Linked DNA regions of Mus musculus: all the other regions are linked to region 1. The links are chromatin contacts, called in public promoter capture Hi-C maps. All regions are on one chromosome and are shown on one strand. The core of a region is the stretch at or near the end of the contact, and the rest is flanking DNA. Distances in the headings are between cores, read along the strand shown. Region 1 holds the start of Chchd5 (coiled-coil-helix-coiled-coil-helix domain containing 5). Region 2 holds the start of Ncaph (non-SMC condensin I complex, subunit H). Region 3 holds the start of Snrnp200 (small nuclear ribonucleoprotein 200 (U5)). Region 4 holds the start of Astl (astacin-like metalloendopeptidase (M12 family)). Region 5 holds the start of Zfp661 (zinc finger protein 661). Region 6 holds the start of 4930473A02Rik (RIKEN cDNA 4930473A02 gene). Region 7 holds the start of Bub1 (BUB1, mitotic checkpoint serine/threonine kinase).

The links. Promoter capture Hi-C pulls out the DNA fragments that hold promoters and counts their contacts.
Region 2: a contact with region 1 is called in a promoter capture Hi-C map of liver, with 4 times the contacts expected there. The contact joins the promoter of Ncaph here to the promoter of Chchd5 in region 1. A contact is called at or near these places in 1 of 39 promoter capture datasets (liver) and 1 of 115 datasets of contacts at active chromatin or transcription factors (microglia).
Region 3: a promoter capture Hi-C map of liver shows a contact between it and region 1, with 7 times the contacts expected there. The contact joins the promoter of Snrnp200 here to the promoter of Chchd5 in region 1. A contact is called at or near these places in 2 of 39 promoter capture datasets (liver and pre-B cells), 2 of 484 Hi-C or Micro-C datasets (both in embryonic stem cells) and 1 of 9 other capture datasets (adipose tissue).
Region 4: a contact with region 1 is called in a promoter capture Hi-C map of liver, with 4 times the contacts expected there. The contact joins the promoter of Astl here to the promoter of Chchd5 in region 1. A contact is called at or near these places in 2 of 39 promoter capture datasets (liver and pre-B cells).
Region 5: a promoter capture Hi-C map of liver shows a contact between it and region 1, with 2.6 times the contacts expected there. The contact joins the promoter of Zfp661 here to the promoter of Chchd5 in region 1. A contact is called at or near these places in 4 of 39 promoter capture datasets (hippocampal neurons, liver and pre-B cells) and 1 of 9 other capture datasets (adipose tissue).
Region 6: a contact with region 1 is called in a promoter capture Hi-C map of liver, with 2.7 times the contacts expected there. The contact joins the promoter of 4930473A02Rik here to the promoter of Chchd5 in region 1. A contact is called at or near these places in 2 of 39 promoter capture datasets (both in liver).
Region 7: a contact with region 1 is called in a promoter capture Hi-C map of pre-B cells, with 2.3 times the contacts expected there. The contact joins the promoter of Bub1 here to the promoter of Chchd5 in region 1. A contact is called at or near these places in 2 of 39 promoter capture datasets (cranial neural crest and pre-B cells), 8 of 484 Hi-C or Micro-C datasets (embryonic stem cells and extraembryonic ectoderm) and 1 of 115 datasets of contacts at active chromatin or transcription factors (astrocytes).

Annotation. Positions count from the first base shown.
Region 1 is chr2:129,128,187-129,131,225 of GRCm38.p6, forward strand. Chchd5 (coiled-coil-helix-coiled-coil-helix domain containing 5) reads left to right here and starts at 1,514. Exons shown (of 4, transcript NM_025395.3): 1 at 1,514-1,671; 2 at 1,992-2,132; 3 at 2,215-2,380. The coding sequence starts at 1,670.
Region 2 is chr2:127,132,417-127,135,455 of GRCm38.p6, forward strand. It overlaps Ncaph (non-SMC condensin I complex, subunit H), which reads right to left and starts at 1,538. Exons shown (of 18, transcript NM_144818.3): 1 at 1,433-1,538. The coding sequence starts at 1,451. It overlaps Gm35347 (a long non-coding RNA gene), which reads left to right and starts at 1,537. Exons shown (of 3, transcript XR_374955.4): 1 at 1,537-1,880.
Region 3 is chr2:127,206,872-127,209,910 of GRCm38.p6, forward strand. Snrnp200 (small nuclear ribonucleoprotein 200 (U5)) reads left to right here and starts at 1,515. Exons shown (of 45, transcript NM_177214.5): 1 at 1,515-1,667; 2 at 2,103-2,266. The coding sequence starts at 1,623. 1810024B03Rik (RIKEN cDNA 1810024B03 gene) reads right to left here and starts at 1,409. Exons shown (of 2, transcript NM_198630.2): 1 at 1,304-1,409.
Region 4 is chr2:127,340,050-127,343,088 of GRCm38.p6, forward strand. Astl (astacin-like metalloendopeptidase (M12 family)) reads left to right here and starts at 1,587. Exons shown (of 9, transcript NM_001291003.1): 1 at 1,587-1,702; 2 at 2,302-2,427. The coding sequence starts at 1,648.
Region 5 is chr2:127,583,132-127,586,170 of GRCm38.p6, forward strand. It overlaps Zfp661 (zinc finger protein 661), which reads right to left and starts at 1,546. Exons shown (of 5, transcript NM_001111029.1): 1 at 1,499-1,546.
Region 6 is chr2:130,562,102-130,565,140 of GRCm38.p6, forward strand. 4930473A02Rik (RIKEN cDNA 4930473A02 gene) reads right to left here and starts at 1,648. Exons shown (of 9, transcript NR_040348.1): 1 at 1,553-1,648. Mrps26 (mitochondrial ribosomal protein S26) reads left to right here and starts at 1,656. Exons shown (of 4, transcript NM_207207.1): 1 at 1,656-1,889; 2 at 1,980-2,126; 3 at 2,207-2,330; 4 at 2,837-3,039. The coding sequence starts at 1,678. The coding sequence ends at 2,956.
Region 7 is chr2:127,830,369-127,833,407 of GRCm38.p6, forward strand. Bub1 (BUB1, mitotic checkpoint serine/threonine kinase) reads right to left here and starts at 1,491. Exons shown (of 25, transcript NM_009772.2): 1 at 1,352-1,491. The coding sequence starts at 1,377.

The DNA of each region.
Region 1 (3,039 bases), core at 264-2,763:
ATCCACTTTGAAGGACATTTTGATTCCAGTTTGGGGCACTAAGAGAGAAAGCTTCTCTGGAAGGCCACATGCATGCTTGTGTGTAGATATAAACTTCTTGTATCTGGGACAAACGTTCAAGAAGCAATTATTGCGTCATAAGATAGTTACCTGATTTCATAAGAAATAGGGGAGGGAGTGAAGGAATGGCTGACTAAAGTGCTTGCTATGCAAGCAGGAAGACCTGAGTTGTGGATCTCCAACACCTGCATAAAAACCTGCAGAAAAGGCATGGTAGGGCAGACTTGGAATCCCAGTGTTGGGATGAGGAGACAGCTCCTGGATGTTCACTGGTGGGTTTTAAGGTTCAGTGACACCCTGTCTCCAAAAAGCTTCAGGTGTCAAGCAATAGAGGAAGCCACCTGCCGCCAGCCTCTGCCTGCACACATGTACATCACACACATGTCCCTAGTTTCCTTTTCCTGCTCCCTCTTAGCGGCTACTGACATTTACAGCGTGCCTGTCCTGGTGTTTTCTCTCAGACCAATAACATTGCCCTTGATTGTCCTAAATGAGTACCTTTTAAAGTTCTTTCATTAATGAGCTCCCCAGAAGGGAACCCCAGTAACAGAAGCACTCTTGAGACCTGCATTTCTCAGATCCGCTTCACTTCAAACCTTAGGGTTATCTAGTTCTCTCCATTCCATTCTTAATGACTCTTTTGACAGCAACCAGACAAAAGGAAACTAGAAGTGTGGAGTGTCAAGTTTCCCAAAAATGAAAGTGTCACTGTATATTATGAAGGCCAAAGCAGTCGTTCTCATTTTACAACTGCGTGCTAAGGTAATCACCTTACCGCTCATTTTCTCTAGCTTAGGCCTCTCCATATGAGGAATATTTAGCCTTACAGGGAAATGAACTTCCAGGTCTAGCCCTATAATCTGAAGGCAAATGTGGAGAGGGTGCAAACACCACCTAAGGAAATTACAAAGAAAATAATTTGTGCACGATTGCAAGGAGCAAGCAATAAAACCCACTCTCATCCTGCCTTTACCACCTATGGCAGGAAAAGGACATGTCTGAGTGAATAATCGGATGGGAAGCCCAATGTGGCGTTTAAGATCATTCCTTTCCGTCAAGTTGGAACTAAAGTCAGGAGGAGAATACGCAGTGGCGGAAAGCCACTGGTAGCTCAGCCTGAGAGGGCAATCCCCGTGTTCCTAAACTAGCAGCGGCGGGCACAGCTGCCGCCTCAGCCGCAGCGTGTGCCGAGCCATAGTCACGCGGGCCGGTGGCCTCAACTCCAGCCGGGAAAGTGGCAGCGCGAGCGGCTGTAGATCTGACCTACAGGGAACCAGCTCTGGTGCTCTGTGCCTGGCTGCTCGATCACGGCCGAAGTCCTGCTTCCGGTGATCACTAAACGCGACCACCACAAGCCGGAAGTAAATAAACTAAAATAGCTGACGGACCGGAAGTAGTTACAGGGGCCTCCTCCCGGATAGGCAGTGAGGCGGAAAGCAAAGCAGGACACAGCCATGAAGGTTGGACCAATGTGGGATGAGTGGCAGGGACGCTCGACGACCGGAAGAGTGAGGCCAGGAGGTCTGGGTTGGGCGCCGCCATAACAACCTGATACCGGAAAAGGCGGGTCTCTTCTCCCTGACTGATCGGCGCTTGAATTCGCCTGGAGATGTGAGTTACAACTCCCTATAACTCTAGATCATGCTTGTCAGACTGCACGGTCCCCAACGGGAAATGACTGAATTCAAGACTCCAGGCCTGCTTCACAATAGCCAGACTTTTTGTCTTAGGACTTCCACGATCTCCCGGGAAATCCCACCTTGTTCCACAACGCGCAGGGATCGGCGCTTATTTCTGCCCCTCGTTGGTTGTCCCTATCACAGGATCTTTACACCCCCCACCCCCAATCCAGACTAGTCCAATCACAGATCAAAATCAGAACTCTTTCTTGCCTTCTCTTGAGATTATCTTCAGTTTACCCTGTCCCACAGGCAGGCAGCCCTGGAAGTCACTGCTCGATACTGCAGCCGAGAGCTGGATCAGTATGGCCAATGTGTGGCAGCCAAGCCAGAGTCGTGGCATCGAGATTGTCACCACCTTAAGATGAGCATTGCTCGCTGCACGTCCTCCCAGTGAGTGTACAACTGGGGGCTAGAGGGTGCCAGGCAGTAGGGTTTGAATGCTTCAGGGTCTAAAATGCCCTACCCCCCACAGCCCGATCATCCGCCAGATCCGCCAGGCCTGTGCTGAGCCCTTTGAAGCCTTTGAGAAGTGTCTTCGCTTGAATGAGGCAGCAGTGGGCAACTGTGCTGAACACATGCGCCGCTTCCTGCAGTGTGCAGAGCAGGTGCAGCCACCAAGTTCACCCACAACTGGAGAGGTAAAGGAGGCTAACTTGATCGTAGCTTTTTCCTTTCACAACTCCCTTCATTTTCTAGTTTAAATACCTTCCAGAACCAGTCCCAGCCCCATTCCCATACATGGCCTTGGCTATGCATCCAAGAATCTAAAAACCATGGTTCTCTGTCCCCGAGTGGACATGCCTCTGCTTGTCACCACCTTTCACACTCCCCTCTGCCAGGGCACCTGCCCCAGCCTTTCCCCGGCTTGCCAGACCCTCTGTGTTCCATATAATGACCTGGATTCTAGTAATGATAATCCCTTGCTTAAAACTCTCTGGTGGCCACCAATTCACACTGGAACAAAGTCCCTGATTCTTACTGGATCCTGTGTTCTTCCTTTCCTCAGCCACTGTGTCCCCTTCACTACTTTCCAGCTGTGCTGGTAGGGGTGAGGGGGTGAGGTGGAGGGGTGCACAGAAAAGGATCTTGCTAATGTATACAATACATAAATACATATACAATATGTCTGAAATACTAAACTGTTATTGATGTAGCCATTAGGAAAAAGTCTTTAAAATGTTCTGGATTTGGCAGAAATGGAGGAAAGCGTGAGAAACCCTCCCTCCCTTGCTGCTCTTGCTGGATCTCTCCAAGGGAAAGTTCACACCTTCGACCGCCCTCATCTGAGCACCTCTGG
Region 2 (3,039 bases), core at 288-2,787, 2.0 Mb before region 1:
TCTGCCGTGGGCAGTAGACAAGAGTCTAGTTCAACAGATTGTTACTGAAGTCAAGAGCACGTTCCTCAGCTCCTCTGCTCTGCTTCGGTTCTCAGCCTGAAGTGCCCACTTCGGGACTCATCTTTTTCTTCTTGAGCTGCTCTAGGCCCTGTGGTACCCATAACCTGAGTTATTTCCTCCCCACACCCGGACAACTGGTGCAGGTCCTGAATGTATTCTCTGCAAGGTCTGTCTAGTGATCTCACCGGTACCCATGGCTTTATCATCTCCATGATGAAGAAAAACAAATCTACCTCCCAGCCTATGGACCTCGGTCAAACTCGCCCAGTAGATACGAACCCCTTCACCTGAGCGCCTCTCCAGAAGTCACAGGCAACAAATCCAAACTGAAACTATTATTCCAAAACTATGACTTAGGTCTACCAGGTGGTCAGTCTCACTAAGCTTAGTTATGACGGTCTAGCTCAGAGTTTCTCAACCTTCCCAATGCTGTGACCCTCTGACACAGTTCCTCATGTTGTGGTGACCCCCAACCATAAAATTATTTTCCATTGCTACTTTATAACTGTAAATTTAGTGGTTATGAATCATAATGTAAATATCTGTGTTTTCTGACGATCTTAGGCGAACCCCGTGTAAAGGTCATTTGACACCTCCCCATGGGGGCTGCCACCCAAAGGTTGAGAACCTACGGTGTAGTTAATTCCTAGACTAGTCCAGGTTCCTTCCTAGCTCTTCTCTTGTACAGGATGCTCAGCCCATAAAGTTCTTCTCAATGTTTGCTTAAAAATCTCGAGTCCATAACGGACAGGAGTTATAGCACTAGGTTTTATCTGTCAAATATTTGCCATACTACCTCAACTTGACACAAGCTCCAAGAGGAAAAGGTATTTATCTGTTTCGTTCCCCACCCCCCGCCCCCTTTCAGAGTGGGTCTCCTGTAATCCAGGCTAGCCTCGAAGTCGCTATAGCTGAGGACAACCTTGAACTTCTAATCCTCCAGTCTCCATCTCAAGTGCCCAGGCTTCTTCGGTTGCGAATCTCGGCGTCTGACCGAAGGTCTGTCCCAAAGGAAGCCCTCAAGACTTTAGAATCAGTTCCAAAACACAGGCACGAATGCTCAACACAGAGCGGTCGACACTTTGCTTCCACAGCTCCCCACACAACGTCCAGTCCAGAAAAAACAAAAAACAAAAAAAACCCACTTTATCCTCCGTTAGAACCAGGGCGCGGGGAGTATTAGAGCCCAGCCGCCACTGGCAGCTGCGTCCTGATTGGCCCAGCGCCCCGCTTTCCCTTGCACTCTCTTCCCCTCCCCCGCCGGAGCCCCCGGCCGAACCCCGCCGAACACATTCGTCCCTTCTGGACCTGCCCACGCGAGCACCCTTCGGTCCTGATCCTGCCAGCCGCGCCTGGACCCACTCGAGCTCACCTGAGCGCGGAATTCTCATCTTGCTCTCCACGTCTCCGGAGTAAGTTTTAAATCGCGAGCGCCAAGCGCGGTAACCGCCGCGTGACGTCACTGGGGCGTGGTCTTTGGTGCGCCTGCGCAGGCCGCCTAGGCGGCTGGCTGATCAGAGTGGCCCCGGAAACTTGGACAGTTTTGAGTCTACGCGCGAGTGAACTAGGTGCAGCGGTGACCCAGCTGAAGACGTTTGGAAACATTCTGGCGCCGAGCGCTGGGCGCGGAGTAGGATGTGTGGATCTGGGCAGGCGAAGGCTGTGCTTTCCTAGAATCTGGATTGTAACGGGGAGGCAGGTTTCTGAGGAATCGAGGTTCTTTGCCGGTAGAAAACGCTGCCCTTATTGGAAGTTCCAGGCAGGCAAGAAGGAATGCAGAGCATTGTGTATGCACGTGTAGACTCCACCCAGAGTATTGTGTATGTATACACCCACAAGGACATTGTGTGTGCTCATGTGTACACAGGCCCCAGAGCATTGCGTTTACATGTGTATACTCTTCCAGGAGCATTGTGTATGCGTGTGTACACACACCCTAGAACATTGTGTTTACTTATGTTTATACCCCCAGTAGTTTTTATATATGTGTGTACATTTCCAAAGAGTTTTCTGTATGTGTGTGTGTGTACATGTCTATACACACACATACCAGAGCATTGTGTATGCTCTTACTTATACATGGACATACCAGAACATTGTGCAGGCATGTGTATCTGCACCAGAGCATTGTGTTCATATATCTATACACATGCATGCACACACATTTAAAACTAAATTTTTGTCCAGATTCTTGTAAAGAGCTTTTTGGAAATCATTTACCTACCATCATTTTTTTAAAAAGAGGCTGGGGTGTAGCTGTTTAGCATCCTTGACATTATTTGCCTGCCTATCAGCAGTACCCCTCATTATGGTGACCAAAACTCTGCCTTTTGTTGAAAGCTACTTTTTAAAAAAATATTTCATTTCATGTGTATGAGTGTTTTCCCTGTGTGTATGTATGTATATTTACCACATGCATGGCTGGTACCTGAGAAGATCAGAAAAGGGTGTCAGATCCTCCGGGACTGGAATGACAGATGTTTGTGAGCCACCATGTGGGTGCTGAGAATGAAACTCAGGTCCTCTGCAAGAGCAACGAGTACTCTAAACTACCTCTCTAACCCCAAAAGCTACTCTTTTTTTTTTTTTTTTTTTTTTTTTTTTTTAGTGATATTCCAGCAGTTACTTTATTATTCAGGATTTTTAAAAAAATTTTTATTAGGTATTTTCCTCATTTACATTTCCAATGCTATCCCAAAAGTCCCCCATACCCACCCCTCCACTCCCCTACCCACCCACTCCCACTTTTTGGCCTTGGCGTTCCCCTGTACTGGGGCATATAAAGTTTGCAAGTCCAATGGGCCTCTCTTTCCAGTGATGGCCGACTAGGCCATCTTTTGATACATATGCAGCTAGAGACATGAGCTCTGGGGTACTGGTTAGTTCATAATGTTGTTGCACCTACAGGGTTGCAGTTCCCTTTAGCTCCTTGGTTACTTTCTCTAGCTCCTCCATTGGGGGCGCTGTGATCCATCCAAT
Region 3 (3,039 bases), core at 265-2,764, 1.9 Mb before region 1:
TATCTTCCAAGTGGAACTCCATTTGGGAAGGTAACTATATTTGAAATGCAAATTCTTAGACCCCCTAAACGATAAAACTTCTTCCTACTAATAAAGAAGAAAAAAAGTAAATGAGTCCAACCTAGGGTTACTATGCTGCTCTTACTGTTAAATATGATAAGGTACAGCTTGTCACAACCATCCATAGCTGCAGCCACGGTGTTTATGAGTTGGAGGCAGGGGGATCAAGAGTGCAAGAGAAGTCTCTGGATAGCAAGTTTGAAGCCTGCCTGGACTCCAGGAGATCTTTTCTCAAAAACCAGATAAGGGCTAGAGAGATGGCTTAATGGTTATGAACACTGGCTGCTCTTTGAGAAGACCTGGGTTCCAACCCCTCCACACACATGGCAACTCACAACCTATCTGCAGCTCCAGTCTCAGGGGATCTGACACCCTCTTTTGGACTTCGTGGAAGTCTGCATGTAATGATACACAAACATACATGTAGCCCAAACACCTATCTACATAGAATAAAATGTAAATGATAAACCAAACAATAAAAAAAAATTGCCAGCAAAATGGCTGGGTGGATTAGGACACAGACTTAAGGTTCACTCGTGCTTATTAAATATCAAGGGAAAGCAGAACTCACTGTTTTGCTTTCAGTGTTGTGTAGAGAATTATGAAAAGACTAAATACCACCTTTACATAAAAGGTACCACTACTGCTGAATAAAACTGAATAGTAATTCCATACATATTATTTATTTTTCATATATTTCTTTAGTAAAACATTCGTGTCACATTGAGGAGGACAAAGTTATACATATGCTGTAATCCGCACACCTAAAGTCCTGACAGGCTGTGACAAAAGATTGGGCACAAATAGTTCTTCCTCTACCGTCAGTCAGCTGACACAGGGGAGAGTCTTGCGGAAAGGGGTTTGGGGTAGAAATCCAGTCGGTTACTAGAACTAGGTACATGCTAACTTGCTTTTTTTTTTTTTTTTTTTTTTTTTGTCTTTTTGTTGTTGTTTTGGTTTTTTGTTTGTTTTGTTTTGTTTTTCGAGACAAGGTTTCTCTGTGTAGCTCTGGCTGTCCTGGAACTCACTTTGTAGACCAGGCTGGCCTCGAACTCAGAAATCCACTACCTCTGCCTCCCGAGTGCTGGGATTAAAGGAATGCGCCACCATGCCTGTCTTGCTAACTTGCTTGAACCTTCAGCTTCCTTATCCCTTAGTTTCCGTTTGCCTGCATGTCTGCCTGCCTCACAGGATGGCTGGTATGAGAAACCAAAAGAATTACAGAAAGGGACTTTCAACATACGCTTAGGGGTTGGGCCTTGGCTCTGTCGCAGGTAGAGATGCCTGGAACCACAATTTGCACGCGCGTGTGTCTCGTCGGTCAATGGAATCCTTGACCCGGATGTACTACTGTACATCTCCGCAAACCCCGCCCAGAAGCAGTGGTTAGTAACCGGAAAGTCTCACGTTTAGCGGGCGTCCCGGAAGCGGAAGCAAGTCCGTTTCTTTTCTCCGTCCCTTACGTTCGTCCTGCGTTGTACCTGTTGTGCCAGGGCGGTTCGCTGAAGCGGTTCGGAGCGTGAAGAAGAGTGGAACCCTGAGTTCCCGGAGCATCAGCAGCCATGGCGGATGTGACTGCCCGCAGTTTGCAGTACGAGTACAAGGCGGTGCGTGTGGTCTCGAAGGACCGGTGCAGACAGGGGAGGTCGTGGACAGCCACGGACACTTGAGCGGGAGATCAGAGCTGGGTGAAGGATGGATTAAAACACGAAGGAAAAACCCCGTGGAATTTGGGGCGCTTGAGAATTTAGGAGTTGGGTTTTCCCCAGCCCCCTCAGCGCTAAACTCGCACCTTCTTCTCTTTACCCGCAATGTGCCCAACATTTTACCCAAATGTGGGCTGTTGTGGATGCTCTTAGGAGCGCTGGTCGTTCACCTTCTCAGACAGCAATAGTGCTCGCGCATCGTGTAATGCTATGTTATTTCTTCTTAAGAGCATGATTTTTTTTTTATTCCACTGTTTTCCCATCATCTGCTGTCACTGTAATAACAGGATTCAAAACTATACATATCAAAGTTTTGATAAAGTATGATCTTTTCAGAACTCAAATCTTGTGCTCCAAGCTGACCGCTCTCTCATTGACCGGACCCGCCGGGATGAACCGACGGGAGAGGTTCTGTCCCTGGTTGGGAAGTTGGAGGGAACCCGAATGGGAGATAAGGCTCAACGGACCAAACCACAGATGCAGGAAGAAAGACGGGCCAAGTAAGTACTAAGGGGATGCTGGATGCTATTTTTCCATCTAATGTAAAGCCCATCTTTAGCATTAGAGCAGTAGTTTTACTCAAGTTTATATGGAAGATGAGTGGTGTGTGCACAACAACCAAGGTTTAGAGCTTCTTTGGATTTAGGTGTAATGAAGTGGAACAAAATCTATTGATACCTTTTACTGACTCGTTTCTGATTCATAGATGTTAATTTTCTTCCGGTTATCTTTTTAAAAGATCTGTTTTATTTTTAATTACGTGCATGTGTATGTTCGTGTGGGTTTGTGCACACGTATGCAGATGCCTGTGTGGAGGCCAGAGAGGGTTTGAGAGTCCCTGGAGCTAGAGTTACAGGAGGTTTTGAGTTACCCAGTGTGGGGCTAAGAACTGAACTTGGGTCCTCTTGGAAAGCAGTACTGGGGTGAACAACTCGACTCTTCTCTCCAGCCCCATCCCCGACTGTTTTCAGGACTTGAGTTAATCTCCTCTCTGTAATTCACCTCCACCATGTTGTTACAAGCTTCTCTCCCCAACCCTTCTCTCCTTTTGTTGCCCAGCACTTCCTGATGATTTCTGTTGTCTTTTCATGTTGGTGGGTTCATTTCAAAAGTTAAATACTACTTACTTTATTTTGCCTGCCTTGCTTTTCTTTTCTCTTCTTCTCTTTTCTTTTCTCTTCTTTTCTTTCTTCAGAACAGAGTATCTTGCTCTGTAGACCAGGCTGGCCTTAAACTCAGAGATCCACCAGCCTCTGTTTCCTGAGCACTGGGA
Region 4 (3,039 bases), core at 337-2,836, 1.8 Mb before region 1:
GATTTTAGTAAGCACATTTAAGTAGTTAGGTCATTGTTTTAAATATATTTTTGAGATGGCCCCTCACTATGTAGCCCAGGCTAATTTTCAATCGGTTCTACGGGATTTCAGGTGTGAACCACCATGACAACTCATGTCGTCGTTTTCTTCTTCTTCTTCTTCTTCTTCTTCTTCTTCTTCTTCTTCTTCTTCTTCTTCTTCTTCTTCTTCTTCTTCTTCTTCTGTTTTTCAAGACAGGGTTTCTCTGTGTAGCCCTGGCTGTACTGGAACTCACTTTGTAGACCAAGCTGGCCTCAAACTCAGAAATCCTCCTGCCTCTGCCTCCCACATCCTGGGATTAAAGGGGTGCGCCACCACCCCTGGCATCTTCTTTTTTAATGGGAAAAAAATGGAGTGTTTAAGGTACTTGACAAGCTTTGACATATATAAGCACTGTGAAGGAATGAGTCTGCTGGTCAAGATAATTAGCATATCCATCGGATTCCTGGAAACCAGTCTAGATTCTGCTCAGGCATCAGCAGCATCTGCTTTTATTATAGCCCCTCTGTCTGGCTCTAGCTTCTACTTCTTGAGAGATGTTTGCCCCAGGCTCAGCAAGAATGCCAACAGGTCCTTGTGGAGCTCTGGCTTTCCTTTACTGAACATGGGGGTGGACTTGGTATGTTCCAGGCTGTCCATCCAGGCCGGGTCTCTGGATGGCAGGATGTAAAGGAAGAAAGTCTGGGAGCTTTGTATTTTGAATTAGTGAAATGGGAAGGGGCCCTGGCCGATCATGTCAGTGGGCAGTGGCATTGGAAGGACCACAGTCATATGAGCGTCTAAGAGTTCAAAAGTGTCCCCTCTGCAGTGGGGGGCGTCTCTGGGTGCTGATGATGCTGGTGTTCAGTGTGAAGTTTCTCAGAGTCTTGCAACCTGTGTACTTTCCTATATGGCTTCTGAAATAAAAGCTTATAGCTGGGCATAGTGACACATGCCTTTAATCCCAGCACTCAGGAGGTAGACACAGGCAGCAGGCAGATCTCTCTGAGTTTGAGGCCAGCCTGGTCTACATACTGAGTTCCAGGACAGCCAAAGCTACTTAATGAGACCCTTTCTCGTATAAATAGAGGAGGGGAGGGGGGAGGGGAGAGATTATACGGGTATGGTGACCACATAGGGAGAGGTGCCTTGAGTTTCCCAGCAGATTTTCTGGGTCTGAACCCTCCGGTAGTTGGTGGAACAGGAAAAGGAAAGCCCCCTTTTAGTGACTGGATCTCAATCCAAGTCATGAACTACATGAGGCTGCAATGCTTCTCTGCCCTCTGGTGGCAGGAGGGGGAATCTCAGGGAAGCTACCCTGCTCAAGGGTATCCTAAGGATTTGTTTTGTGTCCCCGGCCCACTTTTTACCCACTTCAGCCAAGATGGATGGGACTATGGTCCAGAAGGCTCAGGCTGGGGACAGGGGTAGAGTCCTCTGGTAAGACTGGGCAGGTCTTCAGGTGATAGTTGTTGGGAGGAACTGCAGGTGGAGGTGGTTGGGAGGCTGCAGGTGTGGGCTGGAGAAGCCCCTATTAAAGGGGGTGGATGGTAGAGTCCCTGAGTTAAGGAGGCCTTTCCCTGCCACATTTCTGTGTGTTGCTTGCCAAGAGGGCAGTGAGGACCCACCATGGGTATCATGGGAAGCCTGTGGCCTTGGATATTAACTATGCTCTCCTTGCTAGGTAAGCTGGCTCCAGTCTCTGGGACATTGGGAAGAGGCCAGAGGCTGCAGCTGTGGCTTAAGATAATCTTAACTTAGTTTCACAGCTCCAACATGGCGTTGTAGGGTTGTACCTATGAGTGAGCCCCTGGGAACCAAGGAGGAGGCCTCCTGATACTTGTAGGAGTAGAGAGGGCCCACCTAACAGCAGATTGCCAAGTGTCATACCATATACCTACTTGTTTTAAGGTAAGCCAGTTTCTAGCCTGGCTGGGGCAGCAGGCACTCAGCCTGAGTGGAGAGAAATGTTCAAGAGTAGGGTCTGAGGCCAGCCTTGATTCTGGTGCTGCCTGAAGATTTAAAGTCTACTGTGCCTCTTTTCTGCCTCATATTGGCTGCCCTAGCCTTTCTGAGCCAAGTGTTAGTCCCTTAAAGGGATCTCCTTCACTGAAGGCATCTAGGCCTTGTCACCAGGTATGATGAGTGAGATAGCCAGGCAGGCTTCAGGAATGCATCCTGGGTGGCCTCTCCTGGAAGGGGCTGGATTTTGCTGCCTGCTGTCCCGGCTCACAGTGGAGTCCCGGGGGCATCTATATGTCTGCACTTGTCTTCCTGAGCCAGGTTTGAGCATGGGAGCACCCTCAGCATCCAGATGTTCTGGAGTCTGCAGTACCAGTGTTCCAGAAGGCTTCACTCCTGAGGGAAGCCCGGTATTTCAGGACAAGGACATCCCCGCAATTAACCAAGGTGAGAACACGGGGCCACACTCCAAAGCCATGCTGAATGTGGACATGCGGAAAAGATTGAGAGGAAATGTCCCCATGCATGCAGGGAAATCAAGTTTCATGAGGAAATGCTTGTCTGTTTTTCTGTATTCTTTTGCTGGTTAATATTTTTTATATGAGATACTGTAAATGTCTTTAGAATGATCTGATAAGAGCACTGGTGTTCTCTCGGCTTGGGACTTGAGTAAAATCATCAGTCGATATTTGAGAGCATGTCAATCTCTCTGTAAGTAGCGGTGTGTAAGCGTGACCTGGCCAAGTGGGGTGGATTGTTAAGGAACAAAGAAGTCTGTGGCTCAGGGCATCTTTGTCTGGGGATCTCGGACATGAGGAACACAGACGCATTGGGCTGAAGTTGTTGGCAATGGAAATGAATTCAGATCTTGGCGTCATCATGGGCTGAAATGTTGGCAGAACAGCGGTAATCTTGCTTTAGTGTAGATGGTGACTACTGCTCCCTTCATTCTCTGGTTAGAAGCTCAGATGGACCCAGTCCTCGGTCAGTCATATGGCTTCCCTGGCACTCGCTCTCAAAGTCACAGACTTTCCCATGCTCGGGCTCACAGTAGTTGCT
Region 5 (3,039 bases), core at 296-2,795, 1.5 Mb before region 1:
TTCTTTAGGAAGATCACTGGGACAAGTAGCAAGAGCCTTCAAACACAGACATTCTTAGGTTGGCCAATTCTCTTCGAGAATTTATTTAAGAAGTATAAGAGAATAGTTACAACGGCTTTAATTAACCATCACTAACACGTTATCTTTATTGAAAGTTATCTGCCAGCCAGCTTCCTAAGCACATTACACATATCCTATTTAATCTTTAGGTAATGCAACCAAAATCTGGACTCTCCTAAGCATCTATGACAGACAACTTGATTAAATAATCTATTGTCCAGCGGCTAGACACACTTGGAGCACTACGGAACTCCACCATAACTAGCGTTGAGTGCTTGCTCTCATGAGGCACTATGCTGAGTGCTTTCTATAAAGATAATTTAGTTCCATCGTCATACATCAATAAGAGAGGCACTATTTCACAGCAATTAAGAGAGTCAGGCTTTGTAAAAGGCTGAGGTGGAACTGGGAAAAGTCTGCCTGGAAGCTTTTAATTCTGTTATAATTTACTTTCATTGAAAGATAGCCATAAAGTTAAGCAGATCTTTACCTGCAACACATCCCAGCATCCCGGGAAGCTTGATTCGCGTGACTGAAATTTCACGGAAAACAGAACTATGGTGATATACACCCGTAATGCTAGCACTTGGAAGGCTAAGGCTTAACACAACGCCAGGTTAAGCTACAAAATAAGATCGTATCTCAAATGTAAAAAGAACACTAGGGAAAAGATCACTAGTAAATTGCCAACAACTTCAATGGAGTAACAGACAACTGGCCATCCCACGGACTTCTAGACATCTGACACTTACTGGTGGTTGGAACGAAGTTGTGCTAGTTCGATTTAACGGTGGTCAGAATGTCAACCTCTAGAATTGTTTCTCAAAATTTTGTTTATGTTGACCTCATTTGAGACGCACAAAATATCGTGCTTGGTGGGTCTTACTCTGATACTGTGGGTCTTGTCTGGCCGCAGTATAGTCCCTTCACCCTTATTTCCCACTATTCCTTAACAGTGCACTCCAGTCAATATCATCTTAAAATTGCCTAAAGCCATTTGCGATTTCCTTTGGGGTTTTCTTCACCTCAAATCCGGTATCGTCCAGGAACACCCTATGCTCACACCAGGACATTCCGGTGCAGGCTCAGGGCGAGAAGCTGAAGCAAAGGGAGACGTTTTCTAGGGGACTTGGGAGAGAATGGAGTGGATGCTCCCAGATTTAGCGTCGGTACCATCCACATCCACGTAGCACCCATCATGGAAAGAAGGAACGAAAGGAAGACCGGGATCTCCAACTTGAAAGTACAGGATTCTGACACACAGTGGACATACCCTACGAGGACACTGTCCCCACGGAACCGACACACACCAGAAGGGAAGACTCTCTGTCCACACAGGCCACGCCCACTAACCCTCCCCCAAGTGCCCAGTGTCCCCGTGTCTCCTCCGCCACCGCGTCCACTCGGCTTCTTGAACACCTAGACCCGCAACCCTCACCTTTGGCAAGAGTACTGGGAACCTGCGAACACTCACCGCCTCGTGTCGGGAAGGCAGTGCGCCTGCGCGAAGATCTTCGGCCTCTGAGCTCCAATCATAGTGTTGCCTTTGCATGAACTACACTTCCCAGAAGCATCAATAGCCGGCGCGCCGTGAGATGACGGGTAAAATCCTGCACAAGGTTGCACTCCAGGTCTGTGGTGCTGAAACGGATAGGACCAGGCTCTGACCCTAAACAGCACAAGTTCGATTTCTAGTTCGTTTCCGGTTTGCCAGTGTACCTATTTTTTCTGAAAGCCAGGGTTCCCGTTCTTTCAGTAGACTATCCCAGATGCATGAGCCCAGAAACATACCTGTCGCAGTCTTCCATCAAGAATTCGTGGTGTAGGTTTAATCCCAGATTTGGTAGCATGTCGGAGAATTTACACCCAACTCTGTAGCTGTAATCCTGAATGAGGGTGACCTTCTACCTACTGCTTCAGAGGATACCAGCCAAACAACAGACTTTAAACGTTGTAGCTCAGTCCATTCCCCACCCCACCCCCCTCTCTCTGTGTCCTGAACTCACTATGTAAACCAGGATGGCTTCAAACTTGGAGATCCACCTGTCTCTGCCTCCAAAGACCTGGGCTTTAAGGTGTGCATCACCCCACCTGGCCTCTTTGTATCTCAAAAGCTCAAAAAGGCTACAAAACTTCAAAAAGGAAGCAAAACTTCTAGGGAAAATTCTCAATTTGTGAGGCAAAAAAAAAAAAAAAAAAAAAAAAAAAAAAGGCAACCTTCATTTGGTACTATGAGATCTGGATTTGCCCCCTCTCTGAACCAAAAGACAGGTTTTGGCTTTTCTGGAATTAACTGGATACTGCAGAATATGAATTACAATATTTAAAGAAATAGCCAGGCCAGTCATGAGAAATTAAATGAGGGTCCCAAGCCCATACCATTTGTAATTGAGGGATTAAGGAACACTCTTTTGATAGGCTTAAGAAAGCTCCAGCACTGGGACTTCCAAAGGGATGGGCTGTTTCAACTATACATTACCAAAAAGCAGGGCTGATACCCATTCTCATCTGGCCATTGGGTGGTCACAAATGGTCATACCATACCTGTCTGAACAACTGGATCCTGAAACCCAAGATGACCCCAGTATCTCCAGGGACTGACAATGACTCTTTGATCTCCCATTACTATCTGTACACCCTTCCTAAAACCTTGATCTCTTTGGCTATCAATTAAACCTCTCCAATATCAGTTTTTCTTAAATAGAACCTAGAATTGGTAAAGAAGTAAATTTTTCTACTGAGTAAATACCTACCTTCTGGATGTTACATGTTCATGCTGCTTTCTGGAAGGAAAGTGATTTGCTGAACTCCAAGAGCAGTCCCATCAAATATTGACCACAGGTTTTGTCTCTCGTGCATGGCATCCAGAAACTCTCCAGTGTTGCTATGTCGGCTACAGGGGGCACTAAATGGGTGGCTTGTCAGTAGAGGGAATAAATCATATCACTAGGCTGCCAAGGTCTCAGCACTGCTGTCTAA
Region 6 (3,039 bases), core at 398-2,897, 1.4 Mb after region 1:
CTCCAGCTCTGTGCCTCTACCCATGAAGTGCCCAGAAAAGCCTCCTTTCCTGGCTTCTGCCCTCAACAATTCTATCTTGCCACTTTAGCAGGGAGGGTCAGTGAATGGAAACAGTTACTTTCATCACCACTGCATACCAGTCCACATCCCCATCAGGCCAAAGAAAGAGGGCAGAAAACCTGCCTTCTAGTTCTGTAGCATTATCTACTCAGAGTGACTCCACACTTTCATCTACCTTAGATCTAAATCTCTTACATTTATGAAACCTTCTAAAAGGATGGGTGCACCTGACTAGCGAGAGGACTTCAGAGCCAGCAAGGTTAGGGAGCCTCTAGGGAAATGGCCCATACCCTAGAATATTCTCTTGGCCTAGACACTTAAGTTATCTGAGATGAGTTGCCGGTTGTCTAGGGTGACCCTGAAGAAGAAAGGGTTAGGACAGGTATGGTGGCATATGCCTTTAATGCCAGAATTTAGGAGGCAGTGGCAGGTGGATCTCTGTGAGCCTGATCTACACTGTAAGTTCCAGGCTAGACAGAGCTATCTAGTGAGACCCTGCCAAAAAACAAAACAAAAACAAAAACAGGGTGGGAGTGTCAGGTTCCCTGACATTCGGAGCAACCCTGTGGTACTCCAGGGTAGGGCAGCAGTAATGCCCTGGTTTCCACAGACCATCCATCCTGGATCCTCCAGGGCCCAGCAATGGTCTTATGGCCGGAACCCTGGAGGAAAACCTGTCACCAGCTTGCCCCCAGGACTCCAGAGTACACTCTGGCATCTCATCTCCAAAGCCTGACTGAGAGAAAGAAAGTGCAGACTGGGCCTCCACCAAGCCTGGAAGTTGAGAGCAGGGTTTAAGCAGCCTCTGTTCTCTTCTGAGAAAATGTCTGTTATTGCACCCAGTCCTGGCTCCTCAGACACTCCCAAGTGTCCTGGAAGTGCAGGACCATGGCCTGGTGTTCTCTGCAGAATCTGGTCTAGACAATACTAATGAGTGGGGTGAAAGTTCAGTTCCCCAGTACTCGGGTCAGCTTCTGATTTCCAACAACTCTCCTTGCTGGAGAGGCAGAGGGGAACGAGCTACTTCTGAGACAGATGCTCTCTGCCCTGCTGCACTGCTGTTTCTCTTCAGTTGGAGAGGAAATTGTACTTCATAAATAAGAGTAGTCTCGAGGTGGGAAGACCCCGGGTCAGGTGGAAGAGGACAAGGGTCACCTCACAGGTCGCCCAGTTGAGAACAAGTTGTCACTGATACTGAGAACTCTGGCAACTGCAGAGCTCCCCCAAGACCACAGCAGGGCAGTGCAGTGCAAGGAAATGGTTTGCAAATCTAAAGTTTAAAGTAGCCAGGAACTCCAAATTTCTTGCATCAGGTCTGGGAGGGTAGACAGGCCATCGGCGGGCCAGAGAGCCCCAGAGCCACACACTTGGGACGGTGTCCAAACTTGTGAACAAGTGGGCAGAGCGTCCTGCGGTGTAGCTGTCTTTAGCGGGCGACGCAGCCCAGCAAGCTGTGGGTCTCCAAGGTGCCCCTCGACCCCTCCCACTCTACCCGAGAGTCCGGACGTGCATTGGACCAGACAGCAAGAGCTCCGCCCAACAGGGACGAGGACAGGAGGCTCCCGTGGTGCTCCGCGGCCACTTCCGGGCCGGGCGCAGGCGCAGGCGCTGGCTGTCATGTTGCGCGCTCTGAACCGCCTGGCGGCGCGGCCGGAGACTCGGCCCCCGACCCCGCTGCTCCTGCCCGTGCGCGGCCGCAAGACCCGCCATGACCCGCCTGCCAAATCCAAGGTCGGACGGGTGCAGACGCCTCCCGCCGTGGACCCTGCGGAATTCTTCGTGTTGACCGAGCGCTACCGACAGTACCGGGAGACCGTGCGCGCTCTCAGGTGCGTGTGCTTGTGCGTGTGGAGGGCAGACGCCCTTCGGGAAGGGCCGGGGCCGAGGGTGGGTGCTGACTCGAAGCCCGTCCTCCCCAGGCTAGAGTTCACGTTGGAGGTGCGAAGGAAATTGCACGAGGCCCGAGCCGGGGTTCTGGCCGAGCGCAAGGCGCAGCAGGCCATCACGGAGCACCGGGAGCTGATGGCCTGGAACCGGGACGAGAACCGGCGAATGCAGGAGCTACGGTGCGAGAGGCCCGGGACTGGGTGGGCTGGGCTAGGCTCATCTGTGGCCCCGCTCACCCTCGGCGTCTTGCCCCTCGCAGGATAGCGAGGTTGCAGCTGGAAGCACAGGCCCAGGAGGTGCAGAAGGCTGAGGCCCAGGCCCAGAGGGCTCAGGAGGAGCAGGCTTGGGTGCAACTGAAAGAGCAAGAAGTGCTCAAGCTGCAGGTGGGCATGCAGGAGGTCATGGGGAATGTGGACATTGGAGACCCCAGCAAGGGAGGCTGGGGGGGGGGGGGGGGGATGACAGCACTGGGCGTCAAGTGACCAGAGTCTTCAGGAGGCTTCTCCATCAGCGCAGAGGGTATGCCTCGCAGGCAATGGTCAGTAAAAGGTTACAGGCTAGTATTGCCTTGTGAAACTTGAAGTCAGGGAAACCGTAAGTGAGAATGGAGCGCTTTTTAACACGTAAGAGGGATTCATGCACTTGAGAGAGTCCACCCACCTCTAATCAGGTTGTCACGATTTGTTCTTGGGTTGTGGCCGAGAGATCTGATGGGTGATTGTCCAAGGAAGAGCAATATGATGGTCGAGGTCACCTAGTACAGTTGTGCTGGACGATTGGTGGGACACTCAAAGAGACCCTGGGTTCTTTTGACACCCGTGGACTAGAGACAGTGCAGGCAGCCAGCTCTGGGAGAGATCCCACAAAGCCAACCTTTCTCTTCCTGTAGGAGGAGGCAAAAAACTTCATCACTCGGGAGAACCTGGAGGCACGGATAGAAGAAGCGTTGGACTCTCCGAAGAGTTACAACTGGGCCGTCACCAAAGAAGGGCAGGTGGTCAGGAACTGAGCACAGAGACTTCTGGGGGCCCAAATAAGCACAGTGCTTGCCTAGGGTCTGTGTACTGGGATAGGAATTGGTACATCCCAGGA
Region 7 (3,039 bases), core at 241-2,740, 1.3 Mb before region 1:
GGCTGACAGAACTTGAGCAGAAAGAGTCAAATAAAGTGTGAAGAGAAGAGGTGGCAAGCTCTATCTGCATTTTAAATGTCTTCTTTGTTCCTTCACAAAAAGGAGCAGGGCTGGAACCATAAACAGTAATGAGTTCAGAAGTTACAGCAAGTAAGGGTGAGAATAGTATGTGTACAACTTTGGAGAGAGGATACATGGCAATTAACTGTATTCTCAGTATGCATCAAGTTGAGAAACAACCATAGGTTTTTAAACTGAGAAATGATAAGATTAGGAGAAAAAGAATTTAAAAGTAGTATTTTGGTAGATGACCAGAAAACTATATCTCAAAATATATTTCACTGGCAAACTGAAATGATCATTCAGAGAAACTGCAATGGTTTTCTCATAATTTAGTAGAGATTTTAGCAATTTATTTTTAAGTCAACGATTCTCACTTTTTCACTTTGGATTCATTTTGGATTCTTTTTAGCATGTTTGAAATGTCAGCACTACTTCTGTGTTTAGAAGTTCTTATTTAGCAAAATAAGAAATACAAATATTTGTCCAAGATAAACAAACATTGAATAGCCCCACACCAACCACACCTCCTGGGAAAATGGCTTAAACATCAAATCATTAAAATAAATTAGTCTTTAAAAATCAAAATACCTAGCTTCTATTTTAGAACGGGGAGGGGAAATCCTTAGTCGATCTGATCAAAAATTAAATTGCTTAACGCCAACAGATTTTGGATATCTTACTCTTAGAATACCTAAAGAACTGATGAAAATAAAATTGTATTTCTTGTAACATCCGATTTAACAGTTTTAAATGGCTTAACATCACAGGCTGAGTAAGTCACCTAAGCGCCCGCCCCCAGACCCCAAAACAAAAACAAATAACCAATCAGTGCCTGCAGGAAGCCTCAAATGACTTAATAGCAAGCATTCCCCCCCCCCCATAAAGTTCAGCTTTAATTTTTTTCTTACGTATCAGGCAATCGAGAAATAATAAATTCTTTCCTTAGTTGGGTGGCATTTTTATCAGACTTTGAAATTTTCTCCAAAAATCTCCACCACCACACAAGTTTGGGTTTTGAAGGCGGGGCGTCCCTCGCGTCTAGAGGAAGTTCCCCATGGAGAAGATACGTGACTTCAGAAGGTTCCGCAGACTGCCCAAATCCTCGGCACAAAACGGTAGCCGGCTGCAGCTTGCACGTCTACTCGAGTGACCCGGGGGCTACCGCCTTGGCTGAGGCCTGGTGCAGCGAACCCGCTGAGGAAGCGGCGCTGAGGAGAAAGCGCGCCTGAGGGACCCGGACTCTAACCGTCCCGACCGGCCCACCTCACCGCACCTGACCGACACTTACCGAAAGACATTTTCTAGGTTGTCCATGACGAGAAAAAACGCGCAGCGGCGAAATACCCCACCAGCCGCCGACCAAACTCCCCATCAGCCCCTAACCCCGAGTCTCGAAGGCCGCCGGCGATTCGAATTCCCCGCGCAGCCGCACTTGTGATGTCGAACGTGGGCAGCGCGCCTGACTATTGGTCTCCGCTGCGGGAGAGCTGGCCAATCGCTGCGGCCGTTGCTGGGAGACAAAGTCCCGCCTCCGTCCCCGCCCCCTCCGTCCCTAGCCCGCAGTTCTTTTCATTTGCCTTTTAGTGAGTCCTATGCTAGGTGCTGACTGAGCTAAGGTTTGTTTCCATTCTAGTGAGACACTAGCCATGTTTTGGCATAGAGTTATTATTATTACTTTTTAAAAAACGGTATAAATGGCAACTGGCTTACAGTATTACACTACCAGGCCGAACGTGACGATTCTGTGACTGAAACCCCTTTGAGTCCTCTTGGGTCTTGAGAGTCACTCACGAATTTTTGTCCTCTTTGCTTAACAGAAATGGCATAGCTGGTGAGCTGGCTCGGTGAATAAAAGCATCCACAAGGTGGAAGGAAAGAAAACCAACTTCCTCAAGTTGTCCTCTGATCTCCACATGCATGCCGTGGCACATACTCATATAACAAATGAGGAAACCACAATCATTATGTCTGGTTCACGAATGAAGACAAATAGCCATGTATATGTGTGTGTGTGTGTGTGTGTGTGTGTGTGTGTGTGTGTCCATCCAGAGTTTTATGGGATCCCATGCCTTTGGCCTCTGCCACACTTGGTTCACATAAAGGCACACCCACACGTATTTGTAAAATATTCATAGTAATTTTAAAGAGTCCGGAAGTCCAAGAATAAATATTTAACATGTTCATGTGCCCTGAGAGTGAGTTGAGAAATAATCTAGTCTTCCCTGCTTCTTGAGTTTTAATAACTTCCCACTTTGCCTCTCTAGGGTCACTTGACCAAAGCAAGTAGAACATAAAAGACTCATGCGATTACTACCTTCCTGTTTCTAAAGGTCCTGGGAGTTTTTCAGCTCCTTCAAGTTGATAAAAAAGATATTGCAGCTTCTGGACAGATAGACATTTTCTAACCTAGAGAAAAGAATTATGAGTGATTTCCCATTTGATTTCCTAGAATCATCTAACTAGAGGAACATTCCTGACATGTCTTTATAGCTGCACACGAAAATATTGTCTGTGGCCATGATATTGGCAGAATTGGTAAACACCACTAGAGGGAGTTCCAGGTTCTTGCATTCCTCGTAGATAGTAGCAAGCAAAGTAGATTAAGAATACACTTCCAATGTTTGGCTGCTAACATCTGCCTCTATTTGTAAGGCTCTGGCAAGGCCTCTCAGGAGACAGACATATCAGGCTCCTTTCAGCATGCACTTCTTGGCATCCACAATAGTATCTGGGTTTGATAATTGTATATGGGATAAATTCCCAGGTGGGACAGTCTCTGGGTGGCCTTTCCTTTAGGCTCTGCTCTACACTTTATCTCCATATTTGCTCCTATGAGTATTTTGTTCTCCAAGAAGGACCGAAGCACCCACTCTTTGGTCTTCCTTCTTGAGCTTCATGTGGTCTGTGAATTGAATCCTGGTTATTTTAGGGCTTGTATCCACTTATCAGTGAGTGCATACCATGTGTTTTCTTTTG